Linked DNA regions of Mus musculus: region 1 is linked to region 2. A link is a contact called in public HiChIP or PLAC-seq data. All regions are on one chromosome and are shown on one strand. The core of a region is the stretch at or near the end of the contact, and the rest is flanking DNA. Distances in the headings are between cores, read along the strand shown. Region 1 has its middle 14 kb from the start of Gm5833. Region 2 has its middle 26 kb from the start of Atp6v1g3.

Evidence for each region. HiChIP or PLAC-seq counts read pairs in DNA pulled down with a chosen protein or histone mark.
Region 1: a contact with region 2 is called in a Foxp3 HiChIP or PLAC-seq map of regulatory T cells, with 8 times the contacts expected there. The contact joins two enhancer-like sites. A contact is called at or near these places in 1 of 484 Hi-C or Micro-C datasets (neural progenitor cells) and 1 of 115 datasets of contacts at active chromatin or transcription factors (regulatory T cells).

What each region holds. Positions count from the first base shown.
Region 1 is chr1:138,694,055-138,697,327 of GRCm38.p6, forward strand. It overlaps the pseudogene Gm8790. Among named protein-coding and RNA genes, the nearest start is that of Gm5833, 14 kb to the left of the region's middle. Within about 2 kb of position 1,872, at least 2 of the 459 cell types and tissues checked have an H3K27ac peak or open chromatin away from gene starts, as enhancers often do. A contact at or near this core is called in regulatory T cells, where this site is marked.
Region 2 is chr1:138,298,269-138,301,169 of GRCm38.p6, forward strand. No RefSeq gene overlaps it. Among named protein-coding and RNA genes, the nearest start is that of Atp6v1g3, 26 kb to the left of the region's middle. Within about 2 kb of position 1,408, at least 72 of the 459 cell types and tissues checked have an H3K27ac peak or open chromatin away from gene starts, as enhancers often do. A contact at or near this core is called in regulatory T cells, where this site is marked.

The DNA.
Region 1 (3,273 bases), core at 622-3,121, 400 kb after region 2:
TCACAAAGTTATTAAAAATATATTCATAACATAGAAGAGGTTTAACATTTATATTTGAATTGTATTGGAAGCATTTACTTCCTATTCTGTACCTAAAATTTATTTTAATCAAGCTTCATGCCCACATATATTTCGTATTTCTGTCAGTTCCTAATATTTAAAATATAAGCCTACTATTTTATTTCCTTATAAGATAAAATACATGTACCGGTGGGTTTAAAAATATATGCATAATTTGCCATTAACTATGTCTTATTCTTGAAGATCTCTGATAAAAAGGTATAATTAACATAATTCTAAAACCCATCAGTCACCCATCCATGAGTTAGTTTCCCTGGGTAATTAGCTGACTGAACATTTCCTTTCTGGGGCATTTCAATTTTCTAACACTTCTTGATTTTTTCCCCCCTTCTATATGATGGTCACGATGAGTGACCCTTATCCCTCAGAAGTGCTTACAAGTACAGACAACAGAGGAGGGTTTTCACATTGAAATGCCCATGGAAAATAAAAGCAACCATGCATATGAGTAGACCAGTGATCACTCAGTACTGCAGTGGAGTAGCTGCAGCTAGCAACTCAAGCGAGGGAACCAAGTTCAAACCATTTGTCAACCATCCTGACATCTGTAGTGGTTGGATGTGAGGTTAATTGGATTAATGAACATTTATTCTGTAACATGACTATGTTCTACTAAAAGAAGAAAAGGAAAAAGACGTAGACAGAAAGGGAAGCAGTGGTAAGAGGGAAGGGAAGAGAAGAGAAAGAAGGAGAGTGGGTAGGTTGCAGAGGTGAGGGCTGCTTGCTAGTGCCGTCATAAAGTCCATCTTTATAAAACCCTGAAATCAATTTGCTGAACATGACTGTGAGGTAGATCTTATTCCTCATTGTTCATCTTCCTATGTGCCATCTGCTTTTAGCAGTTAAACTGACATTCAGATGGGCTGATGTGTTCAAGACAACACAGCAGAGAAAGCAAGCCTGGAAACTCAGTTTTACCTCTCTGGTTTCCAAGCCAAGTAGCTCAAAGCTGTACTGTGTTAGCATGGCACTCAGCCTCCCACAAATACAGCTGTGACTTCAGCTGTGAGCCTTGGCCTCTGGGGTTTGGTGACCTCTTTCTTGTTCTAATCATTTTTTTAACGTAGTACCATGTTTCCTCCATTTCCTTCACAGTTCTAAGAAAATAAAACGTGTGACTGAATGGTACCTGTCTTCAGAGACTGCTTATACCTGCAGCTTCAGTTTCACAAAGGGAAACACATTGCATGGTCTTGGTGACCTATAGATGTTGACTGAAGGTCTGCATGAATGGATGGATGGATGGAAGAGCAAACCTCACTGAAGCTAGCTGTGTTTCTAATGTCAATTTTTCTATCACCTCTGCTTAGAGTAAAAATATGGTGTCTACACTTCTGATACTGACCTAATACCATTATGCCTGCCCTGATTTCTGACTGTATCTTTGAGCCAGTGTTGGCATTTGGGGACTTGGTTATATCCTGTCACACAGAAAAACCTTTTATCTTAGCTGGAAGAAAGCAGACTGTCTCCAATGTCAAAGTAGATGCTCCAAAATAGTGTGGAAGAAAAGATCAGGAGGCCTCCTTCTCTAGGACTGCACCTACATAAAATTATTCTCCCATAATGCATGGGAACGTATTTACTCAATCTTATGAGAATACCATCTGCTTTATAAATCAAGAGAAATGTCATTAGAAGGAAGATGTCTCACATAAAATATCTTAAACATGGGTGTTTCTAAATGAGTTAATAACCTGGCGAGTCATTTGATCTTAGTGAGGACACAGGCTGAGTGTAATCTACTTAGAGAAAACAAGCCACCCACTTCTTTCTCTGAAGAAAAAGGCCACAAGGTGAGCTTATCTCTTCCTCATTTATACTTTCAAGTTATTTATAAATATATAAGGTGCTGGAAACAATGGAACTTATTAAATGTAGCATGACGTGCTAACTTTTGATCTTATCAGCATATGCACTATTTGAAAACAAAAGATTTTCAACAATCTCAAGCCCGCAGGAAACCCTAGGATGAGCTCTGCTTGCTACATGCATGTTATTAACTAGCGTGTAGCTCACTCATGTCCTGTGATTCGCAGCCGTGCTTAAGAATAAGCTGTTTTATCAGTTCAGTGACCCAGAAAGAGTATATATGTACAGCATATACATGGAATATTTATGGTAGTGATTAATTATAGAGAATAGCAACTTCAAAGCATGCTAATGAAAACGTGCATAACATATTCCATTATTAACATTCCCGTGTGAAGTGGGCGGTCCGGAGAGACAGGAGCAATGGCAAGTGGGGAAGTTGGGTCGGACAAGGGATAAATCAGTTGCAGGAAAACGGGGAAGAATTATCATAAGCACTAAGCTATCATTCTAACAGGAGAAACGAAGAGCAGTAACGCCATATTTGTAATTGTAATGATATTCTTATAAATCAGGGATCAATTCAGAAAGCAGACTTTTATATTTTTAAATAAATGGAGACAGTATATCCACAACAGTAATGAAAAGATTCACATTCCACACCTCTGTAGAATCTTAAATCCTCAAACATGGCTCCCTACACGAATCTGAGACAAGAAATATTTCTACCTTTTCGTTAGAACTATTGTGCTGGATTTCTTTGACCATCACATGGTGGTCCACTTGCTCCCTAGCTCTGAATGTCACCATGGACCTTCCCCAGAATGAAAGAACCAGAACCTGCAGGCATATCTCAGGTTTCTGGTGAATGGAGCAATGATCACTGCCTACGGCTGTACCACTCCTGGGTTATTTTAAGCTCTTTACAGACAGGACCTGATCTGTGTTCCCACTGCCCATGATGTTCCTGACTATTCCATTACACAGCACCCACTTCATAACTTTTCTCAAAGACTGTCCTGTGCAGAGAGCAGAGAGTTGGGAGAATCATACTGGAAACAGAAAGGGGAAGTCTAGAAGCCTGGACATGTATCAATGTCACCCCCAAGTTTTAAACATGCATGGATTCCTTGGCATGGCATCAGATGTATGATTCAAAACTGGTGGAGTGCAGACCTTTAATGTGGATCCCAGGTGACTTCAGTGTGTGGCTGGGAATGGGAACGCTTGGTCTGATACCTCATATTTCTTTATTTGCAAGACTTCTGTTCCAAAAATTAGTGTAATAACTAACACCTTCTTGTTTTATATTTCTCAAAGTATATATATCATATATAGAATCCATTTCATGTGAGTAATATGTATTTAACAAATTCTATT
Region 2 (2,901 bases), core at 158-2,657:
GTTTGAGTCTTGGAAATAGCACGGTGAGGAAGCTCTTGTGATACATCTGGTTCACACTTGAGTACAAAGTAACACCCCAAAGCCTTAACATCCTGCGTCTGGCATTTACAGGGCAATAAAACTGTAAGATCAAGATCTGTTTAAAAAGATTTTCACACTTCTTCCTCTGGGAGACTGAGATAAGAGGAATCCCATCTGGAGGCCTATAATCTACATAGGGTATTCATAACCAGCCTGGAATGCACAGTGAGATACTGTCTCAGAAAAACAAAACAAACAAATAAAAAACAGTAAACAACCAAAACAAACAGCACTCCCCAAATGATGGAAGTTTCTTTAAAACTAGTTCAGTCAGCAAGACTTGCAGCAGAATATAGACAAAAGTGAATATTCCATTGACCAGGCTGAAGGCAAAGACAGGATTGCAGGAAGGCCTTTGGTGTTTCACTTGGAAAGCTTCTTGTGGGCACAACCAGACACTTGAAGACATGAACCTGAACCCTGGGCAAGGAATGTCCTGATAGAGGTTATAGCCACATAGTTATGGGGCACCTCCTTGGTAGGGTGCTATAGCTTGCTGATAAGTGATGCTAACACAATCCTTAGGGCAAAGCCTACTGTCTCGTGGCACTTAAACGTGTCTTCTGTGGTGAGTAAAAGCTCGATTCTCTTACCAAGGTGATCACAGCTTGAGTGGGGTCATCTTTCACAATCTCAGATTTCTATTGGAAATAAGGGAAAGCAGACAACTGCTAATTCATAATGAAAACAGATGATTACAGGGTTTGTGGGGGTAATGTTTTTAATGGTGAGCTTGAAAGAAAGGCATAGGCAGATGTAGATGTGGTAAAAGAAGCAAACATGTTCTCAGATTCAGAATTTGTGAAAGTACTTTTTCTGGTAGTAGTGGTTTACAGGAAAGATCTGACCATGTGTTTTAGAATAAATGAAACTGATAGAGCATTTTTAACAAAAAAACAAGAAACACTATATTCTTGTACCATTCTTCTGTTTAAACGCAGGGAAATACAAGAAAACACTACTTAAATATACGTGTAAGACAGATGTTTCGGGCTATTGGTATTCTTAGAGAGTTAACGCCCAGTGTCCAGTATATCTCTTTTAAAGCACCATTGTGTACCAATCTCACTCTTCACTCTTGTCTGCATTGCTTTTGATAGAGAGTTATGAGGAAACATCCAACCCACCAAGAGAAGGCCATGACAGAGCAGAGCAGCGCTTCTATCCACATTAGTTTATTGAGTTTAGTTAGAGAAACATGGGGAACTCAGAAGCAGCCATAGCAGAGAAGAGTGCCACCAGCATGGGGGATATATCGCTCACCAAGGCTGTATCACTGAAAGCCCAACCACAGGCAAACTTGCACTTCCTATGAGTTCTAACACGCCCCCACCCCCCAGACAGCTGCAGGGCAGGAAGGAGCTGTGGCTGAAGTCTCAGGTGAGGATTTGCTGACACCAACCCCCTTCTGTGAGAGCGTTAACATGCCTGTTTCCATTACCACAGAGCTGCCTAACACTGTATTAATTTTGCTTATTTCATGGCCAAGACTTCAAGGTCCTGATATTCTCTCAGTTACCATGGTAAACTCTGCTCCATGGTGCCAGGCAGTAGTGATTGATGTCTGACCCAGAGGAAGTATCTGTCCTTGAACACTACTCTTCCCCTTACTTTCCGTGCTGAGTAGCCTTGAGACCCATGATAATTATACTAGATGGTAGAAAACTCAAAACGGCTTTTCTAAAGGTCAGGAGAAGTACAAGGGGACTTGTCTCAGCACTTTCCCCCACCCCCCCCCTGAGCTGAAGACCAAACACAGCAGATCTTTTCACTTAGTAAACAAGTGCTTTCCCACTGAGCTAAATCTCCAAACCCTCACCCCAATACTTTCTTCAATATAGTAACATATGTATTGACGATATGACAACTCTATGGTATGGTTAAGGGAAAGGTTTTATTCTAGATAGGTGAGGGGAAGGGGGGCAGAGAGAACAGCCAGAGGCATCTAGAAGACTCCAGAGCGGGGGGAGGGGGGTGCAAAGAGAGACAGAACATAGAAAAATTGCAGGATTATAAAGAGAATTAATATCTGGGGTGGAGGGGAACCATTGAGCTGGCAACGTTTAAGGAGGAAGGAGAGAAGATGCTGGTGTGGACTTTGAAATGTTTAACAGATACTTATGATAATGAGGAAGCCTAGAGGCCAGCATATACGTTGGTATGCTAATAGGGTCCAGATAGTCATAGGCTAACAGGATCCACAGATAGTCATTTGTCCCCTCTGTCTATGGGAATTTGGAGAAGTAGATTTTCCTTTGGACCTGACAAGTCCTAGTCAGTATAATTAGGCAAAAAAAAAAAAAAAAAAAAAAAGACTTTCAAATGGTAAAGGTTTTCAAATTATAAAGTAAGAAGTTTTTTATCTTAAGCCTACCTATGACATAAGATTAGGCCTAGAAACCCACAAAAGTCACATAAATAATAAGCAAAAATAATTTTTATCCATACACTAATAAATAATTTTAAAATACATTTAAAAACAATCCCATTTGCAAATGAGAATAAAATATTTACTAGTAGAGTTAATGAGGTAAATGGCATAAGTATATATAACTAAAAGCTACTTCATAAACAAGGTATGGTAGCATACACCTGCAATCTCAACAGGATTATGACAAACACACACACACACACACACACAGAAACAGATTCCTTATTTACATATGAGAAAAGTTAATATTAAAATGCCCCTAATACTCAAAGTGATCTACAGGTTCAATTATATATTGGAATTATCCTCAAATTTCAATGGCCTTTTTTATAAATTTTATATTTATTCTTTGAGAATATCATACTTTTACATGGCATTGTCTTTTTGCC